Regions from separate parts of the Mus musculus genome. Here region 2 is linked to region 1. The links are chromatin contacts, called in public HiChIP or PLAC-seq maps. All regions are on one chromosome and are shown on one strand. The core of a region is the stretch at or near the end of the contact, and the rest is flanking DNA. Distances in the headings are between cores, read along the strand shown.

What was found. HiChIP or PLAC-seq counts read pairs in DNA pulled down with a chosen protein or histone mark.
Region 2: a contact with region 1 is called in an H3K27ac HiChIP or PLAC-seq map of large pre-B cells, with 2.9 times the contacts expected there. The contact joins the promoter of Large2 here to the enhancer-like site in region 1. A contact is called at or near these places in 4 of 39 promoter capture datasets (cranial neural crest, embryonic stem cells, liver and 1 more), 2 of 115 datasets of contacts at active chromatin or transcription factors (embryonic stem cells and large pre-B cells) and 1 of 9 other capture datasets (adipose tissue).

Annotation. Positions count from the first base shown.
Region 1 is chr2:91,875,376-91,878,415 of GRCm38.p6, forward strand. It overlaps Ambra1 (autophagy/beclin 1 regulator 1), which reads left to right. Exons shown (of 18, transcript NM_172669.3): 12 at 341-451. Among named protein-coding and RNA genes, the nearest start is that of Chrm4, 45 kb to the right of the region's middle. Within about 2 kb of position 1,591, at least 55 of the 459 cell types and tissues checked have an H3K27ac peak or open chromatin away from gene starts, as enhancers often do.
Region 2 is chr2:92,369,665-92,373,053 of GRCm38.p6, forward strand. It overlaps Large2 (LARGE xylosyl- and glucuronyltransferase 2), which reads right to left and starts at 1,393. Exons shown (of 15, transcript NM_172670.3): 1 at 1,317-1,393; 2 at 1,075-1,229; 3 at 902-999; 4 at 513-595; 5 at 196-319. The coding sequence starts at 1,174.

The sequences.
Region 1 (3,040 bases), core at 341-2,840:
TTTCTTTACTAACATTTGCATGAAAACTCATCTGTGTCCCCAGATAATGTATATATTCTTAGACAGCATATATTCAGGACCTGACACATTAATAATGGGAAGGACATGTGAATGATGTTCCATTTCCACATAGAACTGTTTCTTGTGAAAGGTTGTGTCTAGTTTCTCTTTGCAGTGACTTGCCATGTGGATCTCTCAATCTTTCGTGAGTTTTAGTTGTGATTCTTCTTTTTCTCCTCTACTAACTCATGTGTTCCATTATATTCTGCAGTAGAAGCATACAGAAAAAGAATGCACTGTATGTAGTCTAATGTGGTCTTGTTGTCTTCTCTGTCATCAGGGGCAGTAATTGGAGATGGACAGTCTGCTGTGGCCAGTAACATTGCCAATACTACCTACAGGCTCCAGTGGTGGGACTTCACTAAGTTTGACCTTCCAGAAATCAGTAATGGTGAGTAGTGATGGGCAAGATGGGTTTCTGGTGAGACAGAACTTTGAAAAATACAAAGCAGCAAAGTAGCACTGGATTGTCTGTCTCTCATTAAGTTGTTGATGGTCATGCACTATTTCTGTATGCTTAGCCTCAGCTACCAGTAACACATTTCAGAAAACAGTTTAGGGGAAACGCCAGATCTCCCCCGAGGAATTTGTGGAGAGATTCATAGAGACTAAAAGACTAAAAGAGGTAGCTGACATTGAGAAAAGGCCATAGTGAGTGGAGACTTGTTGGCAAATCCAAGCCTCAACTAAGCAGATGAGTGATGTGATTAATATCTGTTTACAAATGTGTGTGACTGATAGATATGTTTCCTTTGAAAGACATCCATGGTCCCATTGTTCAGCATTGCAGATGTTTCCCCTGCCTAAGGAAGGGCTTTTGTGCATTCCTAAGAGGTGAGAATCAGCCCCAACCTGTCTGCAGCTGCTGATGGCCTCACTGTCACTGTTACATTTCTGCTGGAAGGTTCTTTCTCACAGCAAGCTACCATGAGTCTTTCTTTTGAGGTCACTTCATCCCATTCATCCTATTTCTGCTGCTGCAACGCCATGTAATTGGTTTACTTCTTTTACACAGTCCTTCAGTAATCGGAAAGTTCCTCTACATCTCACCTTTCAGATCAAAGCTCTGCAGATTTTTTTTTCTAATGTGGTTTCCTATCTGTTCTTTCCCCCTTTAACTTTGTGGGTGAAACAGAACAGATCAGAAAATTAATGATGTGTGCTAAAACGCAATACAGTGATGTTTGCTACAGATCCCAGCAGCGTTTTCTGAAGTTAATATTGCATTTACGGTAACTTAAAGTTCCTTGATAACTGTTAGTAAGCCAGCATTCAGCCCGTTTGTATTATCTTCCTGTCGTTGCAGTGCTAGTTCTTCCTTGCAGCACCTTTATTTGTCCTTCTCTTTCAGTCTTAGGGATCATCTGCTAATTTGATTAACATTCTTCTCAGTCTTCCTTTAGATTTCTAGCAAAAATGGCAAATAAATCAGGAAATTGCATTAAGCCTTGTTAAGGTATGTTTTTGGGTTCCTATCATGGTTTTGGAACATGAATTATTTTTACTTTCGGTTTCACATCTGAAGCTCTTCCCTGTTAAAGACAGCTTCTCAGGGTCTGGGGAAACGGCTCAGCAGTTAGGAGCACTTGCTAATTTTCCAGAGGACTCTAGAGTTCAGTTTCCAGCACCATGGGAAACTCACAAGTGCCTGTTAACTACTGTTCCATAGGATCCATTGCCCTTTTCTGGCCTCTGAGAGTACCCAAACATACATTCACAGAAAATGTACACATGCCAGGTGTATTGGCACATGACTTTCAGTCCCAGCATCTAGGAGGCAGAGGCAGGCAAATCTCTGAGTTCAAGGCCAGCCTGATTTACAGAGCAAGTTCCAGGACAGTTAGGGCTATACAGAGAAACCCCGACGCCCCACCCCACCCCCACCTACCCCCCCAAAAAGAAAGAAAACATACATGAATACACATATACATAAATGAAAAGTAAAACAAGTCTTTTAAATAAATCAATAATAAAGGACAGTAGCTTTGTATAGTATAGGCTAGCCTTGAACTAGTTGTCCTCCTGCCTCAGCCTCAAGTGTTAGGGCCGCAGACAAGCACACTTATGTTTTCAGTATCATGTAAAGCATTGTAAGAGTTTGGAGATACAGCTAAAAATATCTTGATTACTGAAAGATAATCATTTTATGATGTACCAGTCTTTAATATTCTTATCAGACAAGATAAATGAGAATAATTTTTAATGCTTTGTTCTTAGTGAATCCTAAGTAGCAACTACTCATTTTATTCTAAGTGCCTATAAGCCATAAATCAAGTCAAGTAATCTGTTCTTTTGATTTTTTGTTTTATTTATTATTGTGTGTAGGTATGCACATGCCACGGCACATGTGTTGAGGTCAGAGGATAGCTTTCAAGAATAAATTACCTTCTTCCACTATGAATTCTGGGGGTTGTACTCAAGTTACCATGCTTGTGAGGTAAAATGTTTTTACCCACTGAGCCATTTTGCTGACTGGTACACTAATCTGTTCTCCAATTCTTCTAAAAATCCATGGTAGAAGAGTCTGCCTTTTCCTTATTGAAAACTCAAGTTCATCTGTAGATTTGTGACTCATATCTTATTGGCCATAGTTCATCTTCAGTTATTTTTATTTTTTTACTTTATCATTGTTTAAATTAGATAATATAGTTACAACTCAAAACTTACTTAAAGGATATACAATAAGGGGCTGGAGAGATAGCTCAGCAGTTCAGAGCACTGACTGCTCTTCCAGAGGACCTGAGTTCAATTCCCAGCAACCACATGGTGGCTCACAACCATCTGTAATGGGATCTGATGCCCTCTTCTACTGTATGTCTGAAGACAGCTGCAATGTACTCATATAAATAAAAAAATAAATTTTTTTTTAAAAAAAGGATATACAATAAGAACTTTCTTAACCCTACACCCTGCTGCCTGTGACTCCTTGTAGTAGGTAACCACTATCAGTTTCAGTTCTTATCTCTTGAAAGATGAATGT
Region 2 (3,389 bases), core at 143-2,642, 490 kb after region 1:
TCCGGAGGGGGCGGGGGTAGAGATAACATAGCAAGTGGCACAGCAGGACGTAGCCATCGCCCCCCCCCCCCCAAAGGATGAAAGATTTCAGCTCCAGGAGGTCTAGTAGGACAGAGTTTTTCCTCTCCCACCACCCACTGCTGAAAGGAAGAAGAAGGTGGGCCTAGCTGAGCACGAGCGCAGAGTTCTTCCTGCCTTGAGTTCTTCCGCATCATAGAAGCTGACCACCACCGCTGGCACCATCCATGTTCGGAAGAGTGTCTCCAGGATGTTTCTGGCTACGGCATCAGTTATCAGGTGGAGGTGCAGCGGATTTTTCCTTTTGGGTGGAGAAAGTTAGCCTAACATGGCTGTGCGGGAACAATACAGGATTCTCCCCACGGGAGGAAGCCCTGTCTGCTACAAGGAGCTCTTGGGAATGTTCTGGTGGCCCCCTTCATAAGAAAGGAAACTCAGAACAGTGGGGCTTTGTTACGGGCAGGTTTTTGACCCTCATCCAGGCCTGTCTGTACCTGTAGAATAGCAGGGACTTCGTTAGGGTAATAATCTCTCGGCTGGAGTTGTATCCCGCACACACGATAGCCACATGCAACATCTGGGGAGGGGACACCTAGGTCAGCAGCGGCCCTCAACTTCTACTAGCTAGCTTAGCCATCCTGGTCTAGAACAGTGTAGCCCCACCTGGCATCCGAGCGGAGGTGGGGATGGGGAGAAGGGGTGCCTAGATGCAACGCCTCAATTTCATAAGTGAGGAATTAGAACAGGAGTGGGGGGCGTGCGTTGCAAGCGTCCTCTGGTATCCCAGCTGGGTAGCTACATGTCAGGTGCTGTGGTTCCCACAAATGCCCAGATGGTTGGACTGGCCAGGAACCTCGGGGATGGCAGCACTTGGCACAACTACCTCGCACTTGGGTGGCAGTAGAAGCTGCGGGCTGGAGGCGGAGAGGTTGCGACTCCTGTACGGGTCTTCATCGAGGGTAGCAGTTGTGCCCAGTCCATCTGAAAAGACACGTGGCGTGAGCAGGCAGCGGTCACACAGGGTCCCTTCTTCCCCTGCCCAGCTCCGGCGCTTACAATCCGGGTCCCGGCCGAACAGGAAGAAGCCAACCACTAGCAACAGCAGCAGCAGCAGCACGGCGGCCCCCATTGCCCGGGGGCGACCTCGGGGCAGCATGACTGTGGGACTCAGGGCGGGGCGCGACCCCGGGCTGCGGGCTCCATCACCGACCCTGCGGACCAAGGACCATAGCAAGATGAGCACTGGACCGCGGGGCCCGACGGCTACTCGCCCTGCTGTGCGCAGCAGCTGGCCTCACCTGCTCCAGTGGCTCCGGGAAGGCCCTGTTCCTCCTGCGACCGCCCTGCAGTCAGGTCCCGGTCAGAATCGCGAACTAGCCCCGCCCCCAACCTGGGCTCAGGTTTCACCTTTGCTTAGCTGAGCTGGAAGGGGCGGGGAGACCCCCGGCAGGGCCCCGCCCCTGCACCGCACGGTCTGGGAACCTTCAACCCCTTTTAGGGTGGTTTTGCACCATGGCACGGGGAGGGCTAAAGGCCTTGGGGACGGCTACCCAGGGTGGTCCTGTGCCCACTACCTGCACCCTCCTGGCTCTGGGACTCCATTCCTAAGGGGAGGAACGGATGACTCTCAAAGAATTGGCAAACACACCGCGGAAGTTTAGGAAGCTGAGGGTAGTGGGGATGGGATAGGAATGTCCGGCCCAGAGGTTAGGGACACCTGCTCAGTTCGACGACAGGAGGCTGGGCCTGCTGGGGCCACCTGTAGCCTGCAGGCGTCCTCCCTGGCCCTTAGCCCTACCCAGAAGCAGACTGGAAGATGCGGGCACTGTGCCCTTTTGAAGGCCACCTCCCCTCCTGCTGGCCAAGAGCCTCCTTGCCGCTGGGGCAGGGCCAGGCATCCCCCACTCTTGTCTAGAAAGCTGTGATTGTGCCGGGCTCCAAGGCCTGGATTTCTTCCTCCCTTTTCTCTCCACCCTTCAGCGGGCCTCCGGCACGCCTTTTGCCCTGTAGGGGTGCAGGGAGCTCTGGACTGTGAAGGAGACCCGCCACGGTCGGTTCAGCACAGACTGAATGCCAAGCCCTGAGCTAAGTGTTTGCCAAGTCTTTACTCAGGTAATCCTCACATCACCCGAAGGACACAAGATGAGATTGTCCCTGAAGAGTGAAAGGAACCTACCTATAGCCTTTGGCTACTTGCTAGGCAGGCAGCCTTTCACTGCTCCTGTAGGCTCCCAGCTGTGGCGGGTCTTCTACCTCAAGACCTGCCCCTGCCCTTCCTCCTGGAATGTAGTTTTCTCTACATCTCTTACTTATTTTCCCAGGTCCTCAAGGGAAGTTGAAGTTGCCTGTTTGTTCTGGGAGGTAGCCCCCACCTCCCACACCTCCACGCACATTCCAGGCATTCAATGTGTGTATGGAAACTGGGTGAGAACTTGGACCTGCCCTTTAAGGTAAGGGCCTCACCAGCAGCTCAAGCTGGGCCTTTTAGCGGGAAAGTCCAGTTGTATAAAGGGAGGCAGATCCATCAACAGTAGCCTGGGGCTGGCTCCCGTGATCGGAATGCCTTTCTCTGGGAGATGAGGATCAGCCTGTAGGTCTTTAGCGGTTGCTATGGAAACCGAAAGCCGCCTCTTGGACTTTTAGGAATTAAGAGAAAACCCTGGTGTGCAGGGCTTTGAGTCCCGGTGCTCCATTGTCATCCTCAGCCTGCTGTGCAGTTGGGATCTGGGTCAGGGGTGGATGAGAGTGGCCCTCAACCCAGAGCAATGGTTGTGGGAATCAAAATGTGAAGGAGCACGGAGGGTCACAGGCAGAGCCTAGACCAAGGTAATTTCATAAAGAGAGGTGAGCTGGTGGAGATACTAACTCTGTTGATCCCACTTGGGTCACTCATGTGGATCCTGTCGAAACTTCAGCACTGTGGGTGGGGTAGTGAGAGGGAAGGGCAGAAAAAATCTGCTGGACCTTCAAGAAGCCCTTTGGGAGTCTTCCAAGGAAAGGAAAGCCCAAGTGAGCCTAGTCCTTAGGAGCTGAGATCTCCCCCTCTCCTGCCAACCATTTGAGCCAGTTCTTTGCTTTGTGACCTTGGACCTGTCCCGAACCCTCTCTAGGATTCTGCCGTCCTCATCTGGGCCTGTCCAACTGGTCTTTCTTCTCCCCATGGTTTAGGACACACCGAAGGTGTGAGGATCCAGCACAATTTATCCCGAGGCCTTTGCAGCCCAGCCTTGCCACTAGGTCCAGGCAGGAATCCAAAAGGGAGGGGCCTCCTGCCTGCCCGCCAAGCCTGCGCACACCTCTGCTCTTTGTCTCTGGAGCCTAATCAGCCTCCAGATCTAGAAGAAGAAAAAAAAAAATCAGGCAGCTCTGTT